2 separate regions of the Cricetulus griseus genome follow, and region 1 is linked to region 2. The links are chromatin contacts, called in public Hi-C maps. All regions are on one chromosome and are shown on one strand. Each heading gives the region's core, a stretch centred on a gene start, on an enhancer-like site or on the middle of the called end of the contact. The rest is flanking DNA. Distances are from core to core; before and after follow the strand shown. Region 1 holds the start of Phldb2 (pleckstrin homology-like domain family B member 2). Region 2 has its middle 54 kb from the start of Phldb2.

What was found. A called contact is a pair of places that touch in the nucleus more often than the background predicts.
Region 1: a contact with region 2 is called in a Hi-C map of fibroblasts, with 1.9 times the contacts expected there. The contact joins the promoter of Phldb2 here to the enhancer-like site in region 2. A contact is called at or near these places in 2 of 8 Hi-C or Micro-C datasets (the CHO-K1 cell line and fibroblasts).

Annotation. Positions count from the first base shown.
Region 1 is chr4:44,757,130-44,760,371 of CriGri-PICRH-1.0, reverse strand. It overlaps Phldb2 (pleckstrin homology-like domain family B member 2), which reads right to left and starts at 1,654. Exons shown (of 20, transcript XM_035444527.1): 1 at 1,636-1,654. LOC103160595 (a long non-coding RNA gene) reads left to right here and starts at 1,600. Exons shown (of 3, transcript XR_003484828.2): 1 at 1,600-2,156; 2 at 2,313-2,519; 3 at 3,191-3,242.
Region 2 is chr4:44,703,134-44,706,759 of CriGri-PICRH-1.0, reverse strand. No RefSeq gene overlaps it. Among named protein-coding and RNA genes, the nearest start is that of Phldb2, 54 kb to the left of the region's middle. Within about 2 kb of position 1,774, at least 3 of the 6 cell types and tissues checked have open chromatin away from gene starts, as enhancers often do. A contact at or near this core is called in the CHO-K1 cell line and fibroblasts, where this site is marked.

The DNA of each region.
Region 1 (3,242 bases), core at 405-2,904, 54 kb before region 2:
ATTCAAATAAATATTTACACAATTGAAGCCAACGGCACCAGGCATATTCTGTTAAAATAGTGGGCTACTCTCAAGGTTTATTTATCCCAAATCCAACTACTCTGTTGCTATCCTACCAGGAACAAAGAATTCAAGTGATCCAAGGGCAAAAGTTTAACCCTGTGGAACTGTGAACCATATTTGGAGGCTCCCAGCTAAATTCAAACGTTTGAAGCCCAAAGAAAAAAATCTCAAACGTCCAAATTAAGCCCACGTTGGGAGCCTAGTTACAAGCATCATAGTTGAAAATTTACATCTGTAACTTACACATTCATATTCTGGAAGGAAATGCGGCTGGCAGATATTTATACTAACGGACTCCACATTTTATGTCTCTTCTAGACCCCTCACAGCTGCGCCGGGCTGTGACTAGTTGTGCATCCCAAAGCTCGAGTTATTTCAGAACCACAAAAGGAAGACTTCCAGGGAAGAGGGCTGGGCCGAGCTAAAGGATTTCCAGCCCTAGCCGGTCCACATAAAAGGCTGCAGGAGTCTTCCCTCTTTTAAGTGAGAAAGGTAAAAGAGGAACCGCTGGAAGGAGGTTGGAATTGTAAAGCTTTTCCAAACAGGAAATCCCAATCCGGGAAGGGACAGCCCGTCAGCCTTTTAATTTCCTGGTGGTGGCGGGAGTTAGCCAGGTCCTTGGGGCTTCAAGTGCTGATAGCTGGGGCAAAGTTACTGAGCGCACCAAGAACAGTTCAACTGCTCCTCGCAGTGTAGGGAGCTTGTGAAACAGGGTCGAAAGGATCCCATGATTTGGAGCTGCCATCACTAAGGGCGAAGGGAACACTATACCATCTACGTTTAGGGAAACTATAGCTGAATCGCAATCAAGGACTCCTGGTGAGAATCTGGGTCCGGAGGCTCACCCTGCAGCCTCACTCTGGAAACAAAGTACATCTAGAAGCCTAATTCAAAAAGATCCTCTCGGAACCCCATATTCCTCAGGATCCAGCTGTGGACCTTCTCTTTTCCTGGGGTCTAGATCTCTGCTTAAGCAAGTTTCCGCGAAAGTTGCCTTAGAGACCCTTAATTAAATCCTGCCTTTTCGCCTCAACCACTCTAGAGGCGTCACCGTACTGAGCACCCCTTCCCCACGAGCCCTCTACCCGACATCGTCATGCATAAGGAGGGCAGAGTATCCTAGGGTGGTACGGTTCGGGCTCTCCAGACCCCTGCCCAGGCTTTTGTCCCTACAGCCTGCAAGGGACGCAAAGAAAACCTGCGCCCAAGGCGCCCACTCACCAGCTCATCTTTCTCTGTAGTCGCAGCTTTCTTCACAGGTCCCGCTGCCCTTGGGCCTGGCCCTCGCTCCCGCCCTCCTTCCCTGCGGTCCTAGTCCGGGTTCCCGCAGCCACCGCAGCCGCCGCAGCCGCCACAGCCTTGCAGCCAGCCAGTCCCTGAGGCCGCGCACCGCGCACTCTGGGCGCCCCTCCCGGTGGGGGCGGCCACCGCCTCCTCTCCGCCCCCGACCTCCCCAGCGCGACCGGCGGCTACCAACTCGAGTGCGGGGGACGCTGTGTCCCCAGGCAGCCGCCAGGGTTCGCAAAAGCAGCTCAGTCCGCTCCTCCAGGACCACGGTAGCCCTCTACTCACCTAGGGTGACGAGGCGGCTGGGTGCCCGTGGCCACCTAAGGCAGACACACCGCTTTGCTCCGTGCCACACTCAGCGGCGCCCCTCGGACCACGATGGTGGACTCCACCAAGCTCGGTCCCTGGTCCCGACCCCCTCCCGAATCACAGCAGCGGGTCCTTGGAGTTCCAGCTGTGAAGTCAGGGCGCCTTCCGGCTCCTAGGCAGCTAAGTTGCTCCTGCTTTTAGTGCTGCTGAAGTGCCTGGCTACTCATCACCCTGCCCCACCTTCTCAAAGCTGTGTTCGCAGCAATGTAGTAGAAACCTTTGTGACTGGATTTTTCTTTTCTTTTCTTTTTTTAAAAGAAGGTGGAAATGGGACAGGAGAACACACGTCCTCGGGTGGAGGTTTCTTCCCCATGATGAAGTTTCTGCTCTGGGAAACTCCAGGGGACCGCACCTCTGCCACACACTGTTCTCCCCGGGGCAGGTTTACCTGATGCGTCAGGAAAGCAGTTGTGCCAAACAGCAGGGCGACGCCTGGGGTAAGGGCAGGAATGAGAAGACTTTAAAACTCTGTGACACCGATTTCCTTGGAATGGTGTCTCATAAACGGTTCGATGTTTTCCATAAATTTAACATAACCAGTGAAAACTATACTAATGTGGACTTTTTTCACTATTGCTTCCTTGGGAGGCTAGGAAATGGACTGGGGAGGACGACCCACAGTCCATCTTGACACGCCCAGATGGGATTGCCTGCAAAGTTCTGGCCCAGTGGGGTTACAGTGATGAAAGACAACAACCCTGGAGGAACGCACAGCATAAGGAAAGCGCAAGGACCAGCAAGCTCTTTAATTAATAGCAACGTAGCCTGGGACAGTTGCTACCAGCAAGGATGTCTCTAAGGTTGGTACAACAGAGGTACCGGTGGTGCTGGTGCACAGCAAGGCAGCCTCTGCTTCATCTATGCAAAATGCCTGGAGCTGTGAGTAAACTCATGTAACAAAATGCTTATTTAAAATGTTGCATTTGTGTAAGTAAAAGTCTGACTTTTAAAATTAAATATATTTTACTATGTATATGTATGTGTGTTTTTGTGCCTGTATGTGCACGTGAATGGAGGGGGGCGGGGCAGAAACAACGTGGGTTTTCACAGCCAAACTTGATCCTCTACAAGAGTGGTACAGCTCTTAGCAGATTAACAACCTTGCCAGCCCCTAAAGTTTGACTTGTAATTTCTGCTGTAGCCATTCCTATAAAAAATGGTTTGCATTTTTGAGTGTTCTCCGCCCACTACCCCGGTAGGATTTGCACCACAATAATAAATTCACGAGTTACACACTGTCCTTCCCCTCATCTCCATCAACTTCAAATCCCTTACCAAATCTCAATAAAAATAAAGACATTCTTGATTCTGCTTACCTTCCAATTATATTACTGCTTAAGTATAACAAAACACCTTCAAGAAATGAGAAACGCTGTCTCCACTTTCTGCCTTATCACACTCCAGTCAGAAGTTGCCTTTATTGTGTCCCCTTGAGCTTGAACCACTCAAATGAAAGATTGCTCCTTCACAGGTATGGTGGAACATGACAATAATCCCAGCGCTTGAGAAGCTGATGCAAGAGG
Region 2 (3,626 bases), core at 525-3,024:
CTATTGATCTATCTACTTTTCATGTTGGCTGAACCTGTGCCTCACACATGCTAGGTAAGTACTATATACTTCAGGGATTTATTCCCAGCCCTGCCTTAGACTTTTTTAAAAACATAACAGAATTTCAAGTGCTCAGGACTAAACTGTTAACTATAACCACACTGTCTTCCCTTGTCTAACAAGGAACCTTTATCATCTACCTGAGGCAATGTTTAGACCCCTGCTTTTGGACACTTTCTTTGATTACATCATCACTGTGGTCCTCAAGCCTTTGTAGTTGACTCGGCCAAAAAATTCAGTTCACAGTGACTCTTCCTTTGTCCGTGTTATCTCATTGACCTGAATTTCATCCAACTCTATCACCAATAGACAGCAGAGCTGTCGATCTGACAAAGCATGCCTTAGAAATAGGGAAGGGAGATCTCCTTCAGGTATTTCAGGGATAAAAACCTGACATATATAGTTATAAGTTGGCATTAAAGGAAGAGCACTCATCTTAAAAAAATAAAAAGAGGAGCCTATGGAGTGTGGATGTCTATGGTAAAAGTGGGCAAGGATGGCCTGTGTGGCTCGGAAGAGGCCAGTGGCTGAATTCAGGCAGCCTCTTTAGAATTATTGACATGCCGCAAAACCACAGGCTCGGAGACAACATTTTCACAGGGAAGAGGTTGAGCACAGGTCACCCCCAGGCAGAGGAAAATATTTATTTTACTATTTAAAGTTGTTTTCCTTTCTTTAAACAAACTTTCCTTCAATTCCATAGTAGAACTTTCTTCTGGCACTTGTAGTTATGTGGACCGATGAGAGATTTTCCCAGGGATGTACATATCACTCAAGTCTCCTGATCATTTCATCGGGTAACAGCTCATGTCATGTACCATTTTATAATAAAATAGTTGGCCAGTTAATAAATTAACTAGCACTGTGTTAACTAGCACCTTATCTGTACTGACTAATGATTTATCAATATAGCAATTCCTTGATTAGATAGCTATTAGGTCATTCTACAAAGTATAGAGTGAGGCCTTCTATTTCCTAAGAAGTATAGCTTAAAGATACAACTCAAACAAAATATGTTATTTACATCTATGTACCAATGATTTCAATAAAGAATGAAATGATCATTTTATGAGATATGCTTTTCCTTTTTTAAGCACCAGCAATAAAGTTAACAACAGAACCCTGAGTAATTTATTATTTTATTAGTCACAAAATTGCAACATTGTAGTAACTGGAAAATTCCTTAGATTCATAAGATAAACTATTTGTTTTATAAACTGATGACCAAGGGGGACAGGAGACTTGAGGCTTGTCTAGGTTTCATAGGTAAGCAGAGAGTTAAGTTAGAGGAACAGACTGTGTCATCTTGCAGTTCATACTCAAGAGAAACACACCCACCACTGCAGACCATGTATTTAAACACCTCACTCTGACTGTTGGCTGATGAGGCATCAGAAGACCTGAAGGTGGAGGACCGCCTCCTTCCAAATGGAAACCATCTCTGTCACTCACAAGGAGTCTTCCTGCATGATCACACCATCATCTAACTGTTAGAAAAAAACGAGCATGTCATGACATGTCTGGGTTCTGCAGTTTGTGTCTTCCTAAGATGTCACAAGTCCTGTACCATGAGGACAATCTAGTCTATGACTGAGAGACCATTGCCTAGAACCTCCCAGACAAACCATGTTTTAATTCAGTCCTGGGCTCTGTGCAGTGGTCATACATACATTACTAAAACTAAGAGAAGCTTTGAAATCCTCCTTACCCAGTAACCTTCTCTAATGAGTGAACTGGAATTTCTGGACTCAGGCCCAGGCATGGGTCATTTTTAAACACTCCCTAGCTGACTGAATGTTCAGTCATGTCATAGCTGAGAACCATGAGTGAGACATAAAATTAGGCAATAACTAAACAGGACAAAACAAAACCCCCAACCAAACAAACTGACAAAACCAAAACCAAAGCAAACAAGTAAACAAACAAACCCCCAAATCCAAACCCAGAAAAAGATAAAAGAAAGAAAAGAAAAAAAGTGTAGTTACTCTAGCAAGGAAATAGAGCAGTGTTCAGCTAACTGCATTCGGTAAATCACCCCCTACAGTGTATCTCTGAGACACATTCTTCTTTTAAAATTTAATGGAGTCAATGTTTGAAGTCTATTCTCCAGTTACTACATCCTCTCCTTATGTTATTTATCTCAACAAAACGTGTGCTAAATGACTGCCTAGCCAACAGAAACTCATTCACTGATGATGGGGAATAACCATTTCTAAAGTGTGTCTAACCCTGTGTCATGTACTCATATATTAATTTATTCTTCACATCAGAGCTATGCATTGGGCATTGTTATCCTCATAGTATCTGAAGAGAACTGAACTCCAAAAACTTTTAGTTGGCTGCCTAGACTATACAGCTAGTGATTGCAGCACCTCTGATGCTGGTGTGGTATCAGATGCAGCGTGGTATCTCTGCATTGGTTCTCAGTGTCCTCAGAGTGTGGGGATATTATGGACTAGTACCTTAGTGAGGACCTCCAATGTACTCTTTTCACTGGACTTACCAAGTCCCTCACCATTCTAACTTAGGTTTTCTTCATCTTAAGAACTCAAAAAGGAGAGAAAAGATCAAAGGAGAAACAAAAAGTTATTTGTCATATTTTTATGGCATCTCTAGAAAAGACAAAATTATAGGGAATGTGTTGGCAGTTGTTCGGGGTTGGGAGTGGGAGAGGAATTAGCTGCTACAAGGCATGAAGGAAAGAATTTCCTGGAACATTCTGAACTGGATTTGGGGAATAGGCATATATATATATATATAATATATATATATATATATATATATATATATATATAACACTGTTGGTCAATAGAGAAGCAAGATAGGCAGGATTAGGAGACAAGGACGATTCTGGCAAGTGTAGTAGAAAGAGGTCACCATATGATCCCAAGAGGAGAGGATGCATGAGTCTGTCGTTCTTGGTAAGATAAGACCATGTAGAAATACATATATTTGTAGTTATGGGTTAATACTTAAGAGCAAGCTAGCCTATAAGAAATCCTAGTCAGCCGGGCATTGGTGGCGCACGCCTTTAATCCCAGCACTCGGGAGGCAGAGGCAGGTGGATCTTTGTGAGTTCGAGACCAGCCTGGTCTACAAGAGCTAGTTCCAGGACAGCGTCCAAAGCCACAGAGAAACCCTGTCTCGGGAAAAAAAAAAGAAAAGAAAAAGAAATCCTAGTCACTGGCCAACAGATTGCAATTAATATAGTGTTTTGTGTGTTATTTGAGGGCTCTGTGAAGGCTTCGGAACAGGGCAGGAATCCCGCATAATTCAACAAAATCAAATATCTGTCTACATATGTAAAGAGAATATGTCAATAAGTAGAGAGTCTCTGAATTTTATGGTTCAACATAATGTTTCAATGTTATAATGACATGAGAATGTATTCATACAACCATCCTTATGTTTGCTTTCATTATATTATTCAATAAACCACTTGAGACAGACACTTTATTATAAAGTAAGTATTGACTTAGATGATTTTGTGTAATTCTGGACCAGTGGTTCTTAACCTATGGGTCGAGATCCCTTTGGGGGTCACATATCAGATATCCAGCATATAA